2 separate regions of the Mus musculus genome follow, and region 2 is linked to region 1. A link is a contact called in public promoter capture Hi-C data. All regions are on one chromosome and are shown on one strand. The core of a region is the stretch at or near the end of the contact, and the rest is flanking DNA. Distances in the headings are between cores, read along the strand shown. Region 1 overlaps Gda (guanine deaminase). Region 2 has its middle 14 kb from the start of Gm41818.

Region 1 (3,620 bases), core at 500-2,999:
CTGGGTAGAGCCTGTCAGAGGTCAGTTATGCTAGGCTCCTGTCTCCGTGCATAACAGAATATTATTAATAATGCTAAGAATGGTCTGCTTATGCTCCTGCCTTGGCTTCTGTCAGTGGCAGACAATGATCAGATATAAGCCAAAGAAACCCTTTCTTCCCCAAGTTGGTTTTGGTCAGTGTTTTATCACAATGAAATAAGACAAACTATAAGTTTGGTTCATGCTTTAAGTCAGCTGACTTCTCTCACGTTGATTTCATCAGAGTATTTCATCACAATGACAAGAAACTAAGACATTCTTCCCATCGAAATCCTTCATTGCACCCGTTCTAAACATTGGTGACAAAGCCTTACATAATCATAACCACAAAGATTAGGAAATTAACGTTGGTGTAATTCTGCTACACAACGAGATCCCCTTCGAGCCTTCCTCATGGTCTCAATAATGTCCTTAAATGTCCCTTCCTCCCTCTGGTGCAGAATTGGCTCCAAAATCCCAAGTCCCACTTGTGTGCCACACTTCACTTGCCTTTCACCTGGGGCAAGTTTTGGTCTTTCTTCATAGTTTATGTGCCAGATACTTTTCAAGAATAAGAACTCTTACACTGACCCTCAGGTTAGTTTGCATGTTTCCTCGTGATGAGCTTCAGATGATACATGTGAGAAGGAATGTCAGAATCAATGTGGCGTTCCCAGTGCGTCATGTCAGAAGGTGGTGGTGTGTCCTGCTATTGTCGATGATGATGTTAGCAATGTGGGTGGTCTTTGCCATGTTTCTTCACTGTGAAGCTATTATTTTCTTTGTAAAATAAGTGTTATGGGAAGGTTCTTCTTTGATAATTATTTGAGTATCCTGCTGTGCAACCAAATCTCAGATCCAGGTTTTAGCATTTAGTTTTATAATGGATTTTAAATGCTTATTTTTCAATGAATTCCCTTCATGTTTTTGTATTGCAGTTTGTTTACCGGTCTACTGAAGAATGTATTGTTGTGTCTCCCTAAACTTAAAATATTTAGTATTTGAGCTTCTGGAGAACTTTCTGGTTTTTTTTTGTTTTTTTTTTTTGTTTTTTTTTTTTTTTTAAGATTTATTTATTTATTGTATGTAAGTTCACTGTAGCTGTCCTCAGATACTCCAGAAGAGGGCATCAGATTTTGTTACGGATGGTTGTGAGCCACCATGTGGTTGCTGGGATTTGAACTCGGGACCTTTGGAAGAGCAGTTGGTGCTCTTAACCTCTTAACCACTGAGCCATCTCGCCAGCCCCCCTTTCTGTTTTTTAAATCACCTCTAGTTTCTATTGCCAGACAAGCAATCAACTGCCTGGAACAATCTCTAGGCAGATGATTTAGCCCAGCAAATACTCCTGTTTGTTCTGCACCTGGGATGATCACACAGCCTGGTGGTCTGCTCTCTTATTTACAAAAAGAATATTAGATCAGAAAATCTAAGCCCTTCATGGTATTCTTTGGTGCCGTCGTGGTAATTTTCACTTCACTCTGCCTAGATAGGCTGACTTTTGTTTTTTAAACCATATCTTACTCTTTCATTAATCAGTTTGACCCGAATTACATGAATATACCAATGTTTGTCTTTGCCAAGTGTTTTAGCAGTCTCTGAAGTATAATATCTTTCATCTGGTCCTATCACAGTGACTTGAGTAGGATTTTGGGATGAGTACAGACACATGCTACCTCCTTTTGTTGCATAGCTGAGCTATTTCACAATTATCCAGAAGTTATTCTAGGTCATGGCCACAAGCCTTTTGCCCAAATTTTCCATCTGGTGTTTGGAGCCTGTATCTTGCAGGGACTTGTGTCATAAACTGATATTTATTATTTATCTGCCTTCAGCTTAAGTCTTTCTGACATCATTAGTGCTTATCCTACATAGCCCTCATTTCACACGAGAAACATTTGGACTTGTTTACTTAACAGAAGGGAATCAAGTTGCTCATCTGGACAACTAAGGGTTTGGCTGAGAGAGCCTCTGCTGGCTGGAACTTGCTATGGTTTCAGGAAACCTTGGTTTTAGAGATCCGTGTATGCATTTGACAGCTTGCCTAGAACGAGACCATGGCCTGTAAGGAGGAAGGCCTGTGGGCCTTGCCAGGCTCTTGAATGAACAATCAAGCAAATGGCATCCCAAACCCTGAAAGTCTAGAGGTAAGGAAGCCACTGAACCAGGAAGAATGCATCAACCATATTTTCCTGCAGCTTTTTAGAGATTTCTTAAAAAATAAACCCCGAAGGCTGACCATGACTTACAATGTGTGCTTATCTTTGGTCTGGATTCCTTCCACTTGTTTCCCTAGAGTTGAGCTGGTTGTCCACTAGTATGTTTGTAGTTTCTGAACATATTGGACATACCCCATATTGATCTTTTGGTGCCCTCAGGGAATTCAGGTTACTCACCCTCACGTCAGAAAAAGCCATGCTTAAGAAGCATCTCTCTGAGAGACCATTGTGTATGTCCTACAGTCTGTCTGTTGTTCACTTTCCATTACAGCATGTCATGCTAATGCCATATGTGTTATACACACCACGAATTGATTGCTCCCAACCCCTTCGAAAATGCTGTTTAACAAGAGGTCCACAGACAGTATTGGATGGACGAAAATACAAATAAGAACAAGATAAAAGTTCTCCCAACCCACAGTTCCGATAACATTGACCATATGCCTTCAGCTCAGTGCCTCTTTCTGCTTTTCACTTCCTCACCTCTGTTCCTGTCCCTTCCATCCCTTTTTCTTCCACTTGATATCTATCAGGTATCAATTCCTTCCTCTTACTGTCAGATTCTGACCTTTCCTGCCTGTACCACTGTTCCTCCATGCAGTGGGAGAAGGGCTTCACTGTGCTCCCCCAAACATCCCCCTCTTACTCCTTATCTATCTGGGCATATTTTAACTCCTCAGCCACATAGGCTCTGTGTGTAGAGAATAGACATCCACATACATATCTGCATGTGCACCCATATCCACATATACCATATTATCAAAAGTGTCATTATAAATACATGGTATCTAGTAATCTAGATTTTAAACAGATTCTTTAACATTACATTCTTATTGAAAATATTTAATCTGAATCCTGTGTTTCTACCCTGTCTTTGACCATTTAGTTCCCAGGTAAAAACACACATAACCTTTATATTTATCATAAGCCTTAATCAGCTCTACAATCAGCACTACAACTGGGCAGATATCTATCCACTATGCTATTATGTCTATTTCCCAGCTAATAATCCCATTATATAACTTGCCATGTTTTATCTGGGCTGCCCTTACCCAACTTTGCCAACCCAGATGGCCATTATTTTAAGATTCTTAACCAATGGTGGCTTCTCTTCTCTTCTTTCTTCTTCTCTTCCCCCTCCTCATGGTCTCTTCCAATCCCAAAGCCAGAAGCACCAAGCCCCACCTATCCCAATTTTGCCCAACTACAGGCTGTGTGCACCTTTATTCACCAATCATAAATGACTTGGGGACAAGGTCATATATCATTTGGGTCTACATGTGAACTGTCTCATCTCTTGGGCAACTAGGTTTTGGGGACCTGCACTTAGCATTACAATACATAGCAACAGACCAAACCTCAACATTGTATAAAGGATAATTT
Region 2 (3,620 bases), core at 349-2,848, 300 kb before region 1:
CGGAGAAATGGAACAAAGGAGAGAACAAGGTTGCGGATGTTTTTCTGGTTGTTTTTAGGTGGCTAGGGAGACAGCCAGTCCTCCCAATAGCCTGGTTAGTCATACATTATGATTCCCATCTCAGGTGAAGCCACTGGCGGTCAGAGGGCAGCTTGCCTGATCTCATACAGCCAGGAAATGACAAGAGTTGGAATTTGAACCCAGGCCCATGTGTTGCCAAACTACTTCCTTTAAGTAACGCTTATTCCAACTCATGCTAGCCATGACATTTCTCGGATTGAGACGCTCTTAATATCAAAAGCGAGAAATCGTTACATAGTGTCCCTACAGCCGGCCATATATTCCGAGACAAGAAATCCTGCATGAAATTCACTAAAACGTGTCCAGAGTCTAGTAAGCGAGTGCCAAAGTACTCGAGTTGAGCCCCAGATTCCTCGGAAATAGTGGGAAGTATGAGGCTTCAATCCTACCCGGCTACCTTGTTTTCTGTGTTTTAGACAAGCTCTCGCAACCTCTGCCAGGCTGGTTTTCCTTCCCCCAGCCTCCTCCTCCAAGCGCAGGGCTTATACTTAGACACAAGGGCCCACGCTGTCAATATGGCTGACTCATCCTATCAGTTCTGACCCTTAGACTGTCAGGAACCAGACTGACTCTTGACAAACAGAAGAAGACTCATCCACGCTTTATTTGCATAAAAACCTGCCTCTAAATTCAGCATCTTTATGATGAATCAGCTCCTCTTTCCCGGCCTTTCTGGGAGCAGGGATTCTGTGCGCTCCTCACTGGCTTTCCCTCAAAGTGTTTTTCCAGTCCACTTACAGTTGAGAACAGATGTAGATGCTGGCCTACTCCCAACACCCTGCAGCTAACTCCTGACTCCACGATTCCCTGCAGACCGAGCGGGGCTGAAGTAGAAAATGATTTCAGCCCATGGCTCTATCTGCATCACTCACTCCCAATTCAGTACTAGCCCAAAGGAACCAATCCTATTTGCAGTCTTCCTTTCAGTTCGTACTGAAGTGCGTACAGGGCGCACCACATTTCGGTGATTTAAGGCTTCGTTCTCCCTCCTCTGGCCCAACACCATCGTTTGCCAGTTTCCCTGACTCTAACAATAGAAGGGAAAAAAGTCTTTGGAAAACCGGAGACACACAATAGATCAAGATTATCTGGCCTTGGCTACCAACGCAAACGACCATGAGCTCAGACAGAAAATAAAGTAGGTCTTTTAAAAAGTAAGTGCTTCAGGCCAGAGAGATGACTCAGCTACCAAGAATGCATCCTCTTTCAGAGGAACCAAGTTCAGTTCCCCGTACCCACATCAGGCAGTTCACAACAGCCTGTGACTCCAACTCCAGAGGATCCTATGCGCCCTGCCGAACTCCTCATGGGCACCTACATATGCAAACTTAAAATTAAGAAATAAATCTTAAAAAAGGAAAAAAGAAGAAAGTAACTGGCGATCATTTAAAACACAAAATTAGAGCACGCGGGGCGGGGGGGGCGGGGGGGGCGGGCAGGCAAATACAGTGTAACTTTGAGTCACTCGCAAGTGCTAACGTCAGCTGGGTCATTTCCGCATCACTGACAAATACAGGAAACTGTCCTGTGTTGATAAAAAGCAGATGAGAGGACAGCCATCCTTAACACGATCCTTTATTCCAGTAAAGCCACAGACGTAAAACCGCTGCTGCAGCAGAGAGAGACACAGGGGGACCGGATAGCATCTTCACCGCCCTCGGTTCTGGGAACAGCTTGTGGTGCTCACAGACCTCTAGTCCGGAGTCGTTGCTGAGTATTAAACGGGTGCATCCTGTGCTGACATTTGGGCAAATCTGAGGGCTCAAGAATCTACCTACGGTCTTCTTTTCTATCTGTTCGAGTAAACTGGGGATCTGGCATTCCCTAAAACAACCATACTGGTCTCATTCGCTTACTCACTCACTAAATGTTTGATCTCCAATCATGAATCAAGTTCCTTCTTAGGCCCAGGGAACAAAGTTGAACTAGAAAGACCGGGAGGCATGGCCCCAGTCCATTTTTGCTCTCTATGGGCAGATTTTAAGCCACCTTCATCAGACTAGGAATCATGTGGAGCTTGCCAGTGATATTTCAAAGTGACTATGCCTTTCTGCTGATAACATCATTTTTTCCTCTCCAAGGATTTTTTTTTAAAGTTACAAAATTTATAGCCCAGAGTGATAGGAAAGCAATAAAAACCTGTTGAGTTGAAAAGAGTCATTTATTGTTCCCCTAAAGTATGAGCAGACTCACGTTAAGACTCCAGTGGGACATTCTCTCCACGGGCGCGCAGAGTGCTAACCTCTCAGACTTGTAAGTTATAGACGTACCTTGTTAGTTTTTGTTATTAATATTTGAAGAACTTTTACACGTTAGCACAAAGGATTAGAACACGTTAATTCTCTGAGCAGGAGGTATAGACAAAATAAATAATAATTGTTCTCTTAGAAGGTCCACTAGGCTGACATGCTATTTTTATAGAGAAGGAGACAGCCTTGTAAGCAGCAGAGTAAACAAAACATTAAAGGCAGAATCCGGTCAAGAGAAGGACCTGGGAGGATTAGGGACCATGACAAAGATGGTGCCTGAATGTCAGGATCTCATAGAAAAGGAGTAAAAGTTAGGATAAAGTTATTAAGTGGCAGTTCCCTACCACCAACATGAGGGCCCCAGAGTCAGCAAATGGAAACTTGAATGTAAGAGATCACACATTAAGGTTAAATGGGGATTAATAATGAAGGTGGCCAGAGTTTCCTTGTTCTGCAGAAGTTGGGGGTTTAGGACAAGGTGAAAGAATAATTACACAATATGAGAAAAGAGGAGGAACCAGCAAGAGCCCTGTGTGCTTTCCAGGGGAAGCAACGGATGAACGGAGGCACATAGCACAGACACCTTAGCAGTGAGGTTACATCTGGGCATTGAACTACAGGAGTTTCCATCCTGGTGTAGTGGAGCATTCCTATAATCTCAGCAACCAGGAGGCTGAGGCAGGAGAAACAGGAGTATAAGGCTAGCCTGTACTACTTGGTGAGATCCTGTCTCAAAACCAAAAACAGAAAGGAGTTTTCTGAGGCACAAATACAGAAGACAGAGTTTCAGCTTCAAGAACAGCATGTGCAGAGGTAATAAATTAAAATCAAGTGCTGCGGCTGGAGAGTAATAGAGGTGGGGACTGCCAAGCTGTATGCATCAGAAAAGGTAAGGGCTTTAGGCATCCCCAGAGCAAAGCCAGGAAAGCACGTTGTGCTCTCTCTCTCTCCCTCTCCCTCTCCCTCTCCCTCTCCCTCTCCCTCTCCCTCTCCCTCTCCCTCTCTCTCTCTCTCTCTCTCCCTCTCTGTCTCCCTCTCTATCTCTGTTTCTGTCTCTCTCTTTCCCTCTCTCTCTCTCTTCCTCTACTTTTCTTTCTCTGTCTATATCTCTGTCTCTCTGTGTTGCTGTCTGTCTGTCTCTGTGTCTGCCTCTGTCCATCTGTCTGGATCTTACTATATACTCAGAATGACTTTGAACTCACTGTGATCAGGTTGTTTTGATCAACTTAAAAATCATTTTTAAGCTACAGAAAAAGTTGCAGCAATAAAGAAATTTCATGGTGGCACATT

The links. Capture Hi-C pulls out chosen DNA fragments and counts their contacts.
Region 2: a promoter capture Hi-C map of adipose tissue shows a contact between it and region 1. A contact is called at or near these places in 3 of 9 other capture datasets (adipose tissue, liver and pancreatic islet).

What each region holds. Positions count from the first base shown.
Region 1 is chr19:21,437,755-21,441,374 of GRCm38.p6, reverse strand. The region is part of intron 1 of Gda (guanine deaminase); the gene reads left to right. Among named protein-coding and RNA genes, the nearest start is that of Gda, 33 kb to the left of the region's middle.
Region 2 is chr19:21,735,684-21,739,303 of GRCm38.p6, reverse strand. No RefSeq gene overlaps it. Among named protein-coding and RNA genes, the nearest start is that of Gm41818, 14 kb to the right of the region's middle.